2 separate regions of the Mus musculus genome follow, and region 1 is linked to region 2. The links are chromatin contacts, called in public HiChIP or PLAC-seq maps. All regions are on one chromosome and are shown on one strand. The core of a region is the stretch at or near the end of the contact, and the rest is flanking DNA. Distances in the headings are between cores, read along the strand shown.

What was found. HiChIP or PLAC-seq counts read pairs in DNA pulled down with a chosen protein or histone mark.
Region 1: an H3K27ac HiChIP or PLAC-seq map of embryonic stem cells shows a contact between it and region 2, with 2.2 times the contacts expected there. The contact joins two enhancer-like sites. A contact is called at or near these places in 1 of 115 datasets of contacts at active chromatin or transcription factors (embryonic stem cells) and 1 of 9 other capture datasets (embryonic stem cells).

The regions. Positions count from the first base shown.
Region 1 is chr11:46,216,979-46,220,196 of GRCm38.p6, reverse strand. All of the region lies in intron 26 of Cyfip2 (cytoplasmic FMR1 interacting protein 2), which reads left to right. Among named protein-coding and RNA genes, the nearest start is that of Fndc9, 17 kb to the left of the region's middle. Within about 2 kb of position 1,401, at least 27 of the 459 cell types and tissues checked have an H3K27ac peak or open chromatin away from gene starts, as enhancers often do. A contact at or near this core is called in embryonic stem cells, where this site is marked.
Region 2 is chr11:45,884,493-45,887,776 of GRCm38.p6, reverse strand. It overlaps Clint1 (clathrin interactor 1), which reads right to left. Exons shown (of 12, transcript NM_001045520.4): 4 at 1,238-1,346; 5 at 227-391. Among named protein-coding and RNA genes, the nearest start is that of Clint1, 34 kb to the right of the region's middle. Within about 2 kb of position 1,691, at least 18 of the 459 cell types and tissues checked have an H3K27ac peak or open chromatin away from gene starts, as enhancers often do. A contact at or near this core is called in embryonic stem cells, where this site is marked.

The DNA of each region.
Region 1 (3,218 bases), core at 152-2,651, 330 kb before region 2:
TGGAAGAGTCTAGAGCAGAAGGAGGGAGAGAGGGGGGAGGGGGGGCAGACAGAGCCTGCCCAGCAGACTGGACATGGCTAAGAGAGAGTTAGGAGCAGAGCAGGGTGGGGGACATAGAGAAAGGAGGGGTATGGGAAAACAGAGAGGGGGAAGATGGAGGCAGGGAGAGGAAGAGCAAAAGAGGGAGACAGAAAACATCACTGAAATATCAGGATCAGAAGGGGAATGAGTTGGTGGGGGAGGGGAGGGGCGGGAGGGACACCTGTGGGCCTGAGGGAGTTTAGGGTCAGGAGGAGGCTGGAAGAGCCTGGATGCTAAGGCTCTGGAGTGTGTAATAGGTACTGGGTAACTGAGGGAGCTTGGGACCTGGTGGTGTGTGCTTTGGTGTGCTGATGGGCAACAGTACCATCCTAAGAGCTGAAACAAGGATGCCTACCTATGTAGACACATCTCAGGAAGCCTGGGACCAGTCCCGTTTGCTGACTAGTGGGTCGTCTGCCTCCCTGGCCCTGTTCTACGCATGTGACTTACCCAGAGGCTCTCCACGGTCGTTCCCACACGTTTCCCCCGTGGACTGACTGGTGCAGTGGGAGGGAACAGAGTAGTGCTCCACCATGAAGATGGGGGGATGTGGGGTTATGTAACTCTTAGGTCCACTGGAACACTCTGGGCACCTCCTTCACCTACACAGAAAGTGTAGGTTGCTGAGAGCTGACTCGCTGATTGTTTGACTGCCCACTCTGGGGGTTAGATAGCAGCCACAAAGAGGAGTCAGGCATCTTTCTGAAAAGGGACATAAGCAGAGATCTCACGAGAAGGTGACAGCATGAGATGCATATAGGGGGACACTCTCTGTAAGCAATATGAACAGGGTACCAGCAGGGATGGGGAGGAACTATGGGGAGGATATGCTGTTTAAGATGATAGGACTCGCTATCTAGAAGGAGCAGAAAGCATCCAGGCATAGAAAGGCCAAGCAGGAGCTGAGTGCAAGAGACAGCCAAGCAGCAGGCAACCTCTGGCCACAAGACACTGGCGGAAGCTGTTGGGGTCTTGTGAGCAGGAGGGGGAGGGACCTGACTCTTTCAAGGGTATTGTTGGCCACAGGGAGAGAGCAGCAACTGGACAGAGTGAAGGAGAAGGGCATGACTATTGTCAGTCTGGGTCCATGGAAGAGAGAGGTTGGGGGGTGGGGGGGAAGCAGTCACTGTGAGGGCTGAGTGTAGGAGCAGAGAGGATCATTCACAGGTCTGTGTCATCCCAGGTGAGCCTGGCATGTCATGCTGTCCGTCCTTACCCTAATTTGAGGCCCTTGGACCAGCTGCTCTCAGACCCTAGCTGCCCCAGAGGCTCTTAAATGGCACTGTGGAGCATCCTCTGTTGGGAAGTAATTGTATTCTCTTGTAAATGGACTCTGGAGACAGCTAATGGCTCCTCTTCCTGATCACAGGTTCTTTAACACGGATCAGTGGGCCTGGGTTGCTATAGCAACGTAGCCTTCAGAAGTCATAAGGAGAAGCAGCAAAAATTGATCAAGGCCTCGAGAGCACAAGGAGGAGGTAGAAGAGGGGAGAGCAGACATGTGAGCTCCCACATTCAGAAGCGGGGAGAGCCCTCGCTTTAGACAGGAGAGGCTGCTCTCACTGTGGGCTAACTCCAGAGGAACTGTCTTTCCAGATCTGTCGCTAAGGACAAAAGGACAATCTGGCTGGGCAAAGTGGGGTGACACAGACAGGAGTCATGCTCCCCAAGGCGTTCCTACTCTGACAGATGGGGAGATCTCCGACTATTCTGTGCTTGCTGGGTTGACAACAGGGCATGGGGGTCCAGAGCCTTTTGAATATAGAGGGTGGAAGTTAAATATGTAAGTGGTGTATCAATTGTTCCTATTAAAAAGGCAAAGAGAGAAAGGATGGGAGGAGAAGAGGAGAAGAAGGGAAAAGAGTTAGTGTGGGTGTGGGAGGGGATGGGAGGATGGGGAGAGGAAGGAAGACGGAGGGAGGGGAAGGTTAATGACCTCCCCTGAAAGAGCAGCAGAACCGGACCATCCGTTCTTCTGAGACCGACGCCCTTCACAAGAATAAGGTCAAGCAGCCGTTCTCACCTTGAGCACAAGAGAGAGTGTAGAATAAAATAAAAAAGATGCAAGTCTGTAAATGCAACGCGGGGTTACAAGTTGTAAAACAGACAACCTGTAGAATAACCCATTAAGGAATGAACGGGAACTAATCAGACCTAATGATCAGCAGTCAGTTGTCCCTGGATTTCAGGAAGGAGAGGCAGAGGTCAATGGGGCATTTAGCCGCACCAAGAATGGCTTAATACTTGGAATTCGTGTTGGCGCGTTAGCATTGACCTGGACATCGGTTTAAAATGGTAATGATCAGTAGCTGCAGGGGGTTGTGGGCGAATCCTGTTGCCATGTTTCTTGCCAGACTTTCTGCCTTCTAATAGATTTCCAGCTTTCACTTGTCATGGCTGTCATATTGATAAATCAGTTACAGGTAGCTTCTTGTATTACCCGTGACCCACCTTCCCAGTCGATGGCGGTAATTCAGCTTTCATTTCAAAGTATAAAGAATGTGCATTGGAAAGGATGTCTTTTCTTCATTAAGTTACGTGGTATGGGTCTCAAGTTTGAGGCTGAGGTAGGACTGTAAAAGATCATCTACCTGGCTTTCTTCTCTTTGGTGGAGTTGTGTGGGGTCTTTAAGGAACACGTGCAGTCACCTGTGTAAATCTTACGTAAATACCCTTATAAGCACCAAGCCCATGTAACCCCACCACCACCAAGTCTAGAAGCAGGGCAGTCACCATGGGGTAGGCAGTTCTCTCTGCCACCTTACGTACTTTCAAAGCCGCCATGGGTCTGACTTCTGCCCCCAGAGCTTGGTTTTCTCCTCGGAGCTTATCTAAATGAAATTACGTCATGTGTTTCTCCTTTCCTGTCCGATGTCTATCGTCCGATACTTTCTGTGCAGCTTTTATTATAGACGGTTCTCATTGTGTTAGTAGGTGAGTTAAATAGTCTGTTTTAGAGCGACTGGATGCTAGTGGCTAATCGTAACTTGCAGTCTGATTGTGTCTAGAAGCACCTAAGAGGTGAGCAAGGCACACCCTCTAGTTGTGTCTATGAAGGGCATTTCTATAAGACATAACTAGAGGGATGACAGGAAATGACTCATCCTGAATGTAAGTGGCACCATGGTGGGCTGTGG
Region 2 (3,284 bases), core at 442-2,941:
CCTGTATTTTGGATCCACAATAAAAACAGAAAGATTTAGAAGATCTGGGAAAACAGGAGTCAAAATGATACCACATATATTTTAGAATTCTGTGTATTACTAGAACCCCGCCCCCCACCCCTCCCACCCCCGGATTTTGGTTTTTGGTATTTCACTGACTCTCACGATACAGACAAAGCCAAGTAAGCTGGGACAGCGGTGGCAGTGGCCTGGCCCTGATACTCACTGTATCGGAATCCACCAACGCTGTCTGAAGAGACCCCGACATACTTGTCTTTGTTCTTCTTTGCTTTCTTTCGCTCTTCTCGAAGCCTGTCATCATCCTGTGCAAACTCAACCAGTTCCTTTACTTTCTGTCGAATGTTTATACCTTGATCCTTGCCATGCTCATCTTAAGGACAATTAAGGAGAAAACGAACTGTAAGAACTCCCTTAGTGTGCACCAAACTCAAAAAAGAATAGAAACGAAACTACTTACAAAAATAATGTCAAATTTTAAACTTTTTCAGGAGGCAGATTATGGCATTAAATTCTAATTTGACTTATGACCCTAGACAGCAGAACTAGACAAGATCAATTGATGACCTACTGAAAGGATTACACATGATGACATACGGAATGCACACAGCTCAAAGTGGTTTCTATCATATTTTAACAAATAAAGAATGACCACTCACTTTTAACACTCTGATGGCCCAAAAGCACCCCAAATATCTTGTTTCCCCAAGACTGGGAACACTAATCACTAGGACTTAGTGCAACTAAAGCCTGCTATTTTATAGTAGTCACAAGGAAGACAGGCTCCAAAGGAAACGCTCCCTGCCCTGTGCTGCCTTCACATTCAGAACACACTCTGGCCTCGCGCAGTACAGACTATCTGCTGGGAGGGGGCCTGGCTTCAAACAGATGTGTGTGTTTTGGAGCTCTAACCTTCTCTTCCCACATGATTAAAGCTATTCCTTTATGGACACCACAGGGGACCAGTCTCCAGTGCATATTTTAATATAAACCCCAACACTCATGTTGTGTTGGTTCTGTTGTTATTAGCCAGTCCTTTCTGCAAGCTCCTGTCTTCACTAATTAATACTCTAGGGCCCCACGCCTTGGATTCTGCACTCGTCACACAACCAGCAAGAGTCACATGCTAATTAGAGCAGAGAAGCTTCCAAGCTGGTTCAGGTGACTGACAACTCCAACTACTGTTTTAATTTGCTTATGAGGGTTTTCTATTGCTCACCTACAAAGTGGTAATTTTCCAGGGATCGCAAATCATAAATGTGTTCTCTGGCACTTGTAACAACTCGCTCCGATCCATTTCTTATGAGGTAAGCTAGGAGCAGCAACGACTGTGGAAATATAAAGCACCAAATGACTGAATGGAATAAGCTCTGGAAGAGCAGTGGTACACAGTTACACACAAACACAAACTCCAACATTACTCGATGCTGGTGGTGAGGAGTGTGCCCTCTCCTTTCTGTTTGACCGAAAGACAGTCCGAACTTCATCCTCACGTTCCTAGTACAGAAAATAATTACAAACTACCTAGGCAATGGCTACTTTAAGATTTAAAGTAACTAGTAATTCTGAAGTCTAACACTAGTCAAACAAATCATGGGATTTCCAGGAGTGGCCTGGCTCTCGCTGTTGGCCTTCTGGAGCCACTCCCCTAAGTACTAGGGACATGGGAGGATCCTTTTGTCTTTACAAGACCCTGTAGGACCCTGTAGCAGTGTCCTGTGAGAAAACCCAATTCTGATGCTAATGAGGTTTCAAAAGATTTCAACAGAAGGAAAACTTTGCAAAATTGTTAAGCCAAGGGATGCTAACTAAGTGGGCATGCTAGATGCTGAGTCAGAGGCACCTAGCAATGATGGCCGGGCTGGCATTAGGCAGCAGGGCTCTTCACAAGCTGGTGACGCAGCAGGAAACACTCCTCTGCTTTTTCACCTAAAACTTCATTTCACTATGATTTCAGGTCTGTGCAGGGTGGTGACCCTGAGGGCACAAACTCACACTTAATAGTAAGTAATCTGGGGGGGTTGGTTTCGAAACAGGGTTTCATCATGCCTCTCTGGATGGCCTCTAGCTCACGGTAATCCTCCAGCCTCAGCCACCTAAATGTTGAGAGTGTTGCCCTGTAGCCATTTTACTCAGATTTCCTAATCTTTTGAAAAAGTACAATAATCTTTAAAAGCCCCCATTTTAGAAAAATTATACAATTTATAGAAATCTCAGAGAATATTTTAGGAAACAAACATCATAAAAATCACAAAATTTGCTGGACATGGTGCCACATGCCTTTAATCCTAATAGTTGGGGGACAGAGGCAGACAGATTTCTAGTAGTTTAAGACATAGTCTATATACTTAGTTGGGCTAGCCAGGGCTACAAAGAGAGACTTTGTTCTCCCCAGCACCCTCACCAAATTAGAACAGGGGGGAGGGCTGAAGAGACGGCTTAGTGGATAAAGTACTTACCATGCAAACACTGGTATAGAAGCTTGGATCCCCATCACCCACATAAAAAGCTGGGCAGGCCTGGCTGCCACCTGTAATTCTACTCTGAGGAGACAGGGATCCCAAGCAAGCTAGCTGGATCAGAAAGCTCTGAGTTCAGTGAGACTCTGCTCATAAAATGGAATGCCTGAGGAAGACACAGGAGCAAAGCTCTGGCCTCCCTATACTTCCAAACACACATACAGTGGCACATTACACTCAGACACTCAACAACAGTAACAGTAACAACAAAATTCTAGTTAAAACAGGTTTTTAATTCTGAGAGTCAAAATGTCACGTTGCAAATGTGAACACTGCTGTGGTCTGCTACGTGTGAGAGTGAATCCTTTTGGCGTACAGCATGTTTTGAGAAGCAGGAAAACATGATTAACTAGGAAGACCATCACCTTGCTTTAGAAATACAGAATCAAAATGAGATGAATCCGAGGAAAAGTCCACACACAGGTGAAGCCAGAAGTCTGCACACCTCACTCTCAGTGCCAGTCCCAGCTTATAGACTTCGCTGAGCGGAATGGTGCTATCACCCAACCACAAATTAAACAAAGCTGTTTACAGAGGTGACAAACATGAGACTGGTTTTTAATTTTAAACAGTCAAGTAGCAAACTTGCATATGAGTAGAGATTAAATACTCAAAACACCTCAACAGATTTAGTAGGAAAAAATTTAAGAAACAATAAAAATCTTCAATATTTAGAAGAACATAAGTCTGAACACACTCTGTACTATGAAGGGCTGTTTATGACTGGAAAACAGTGTGTGTCTCGGA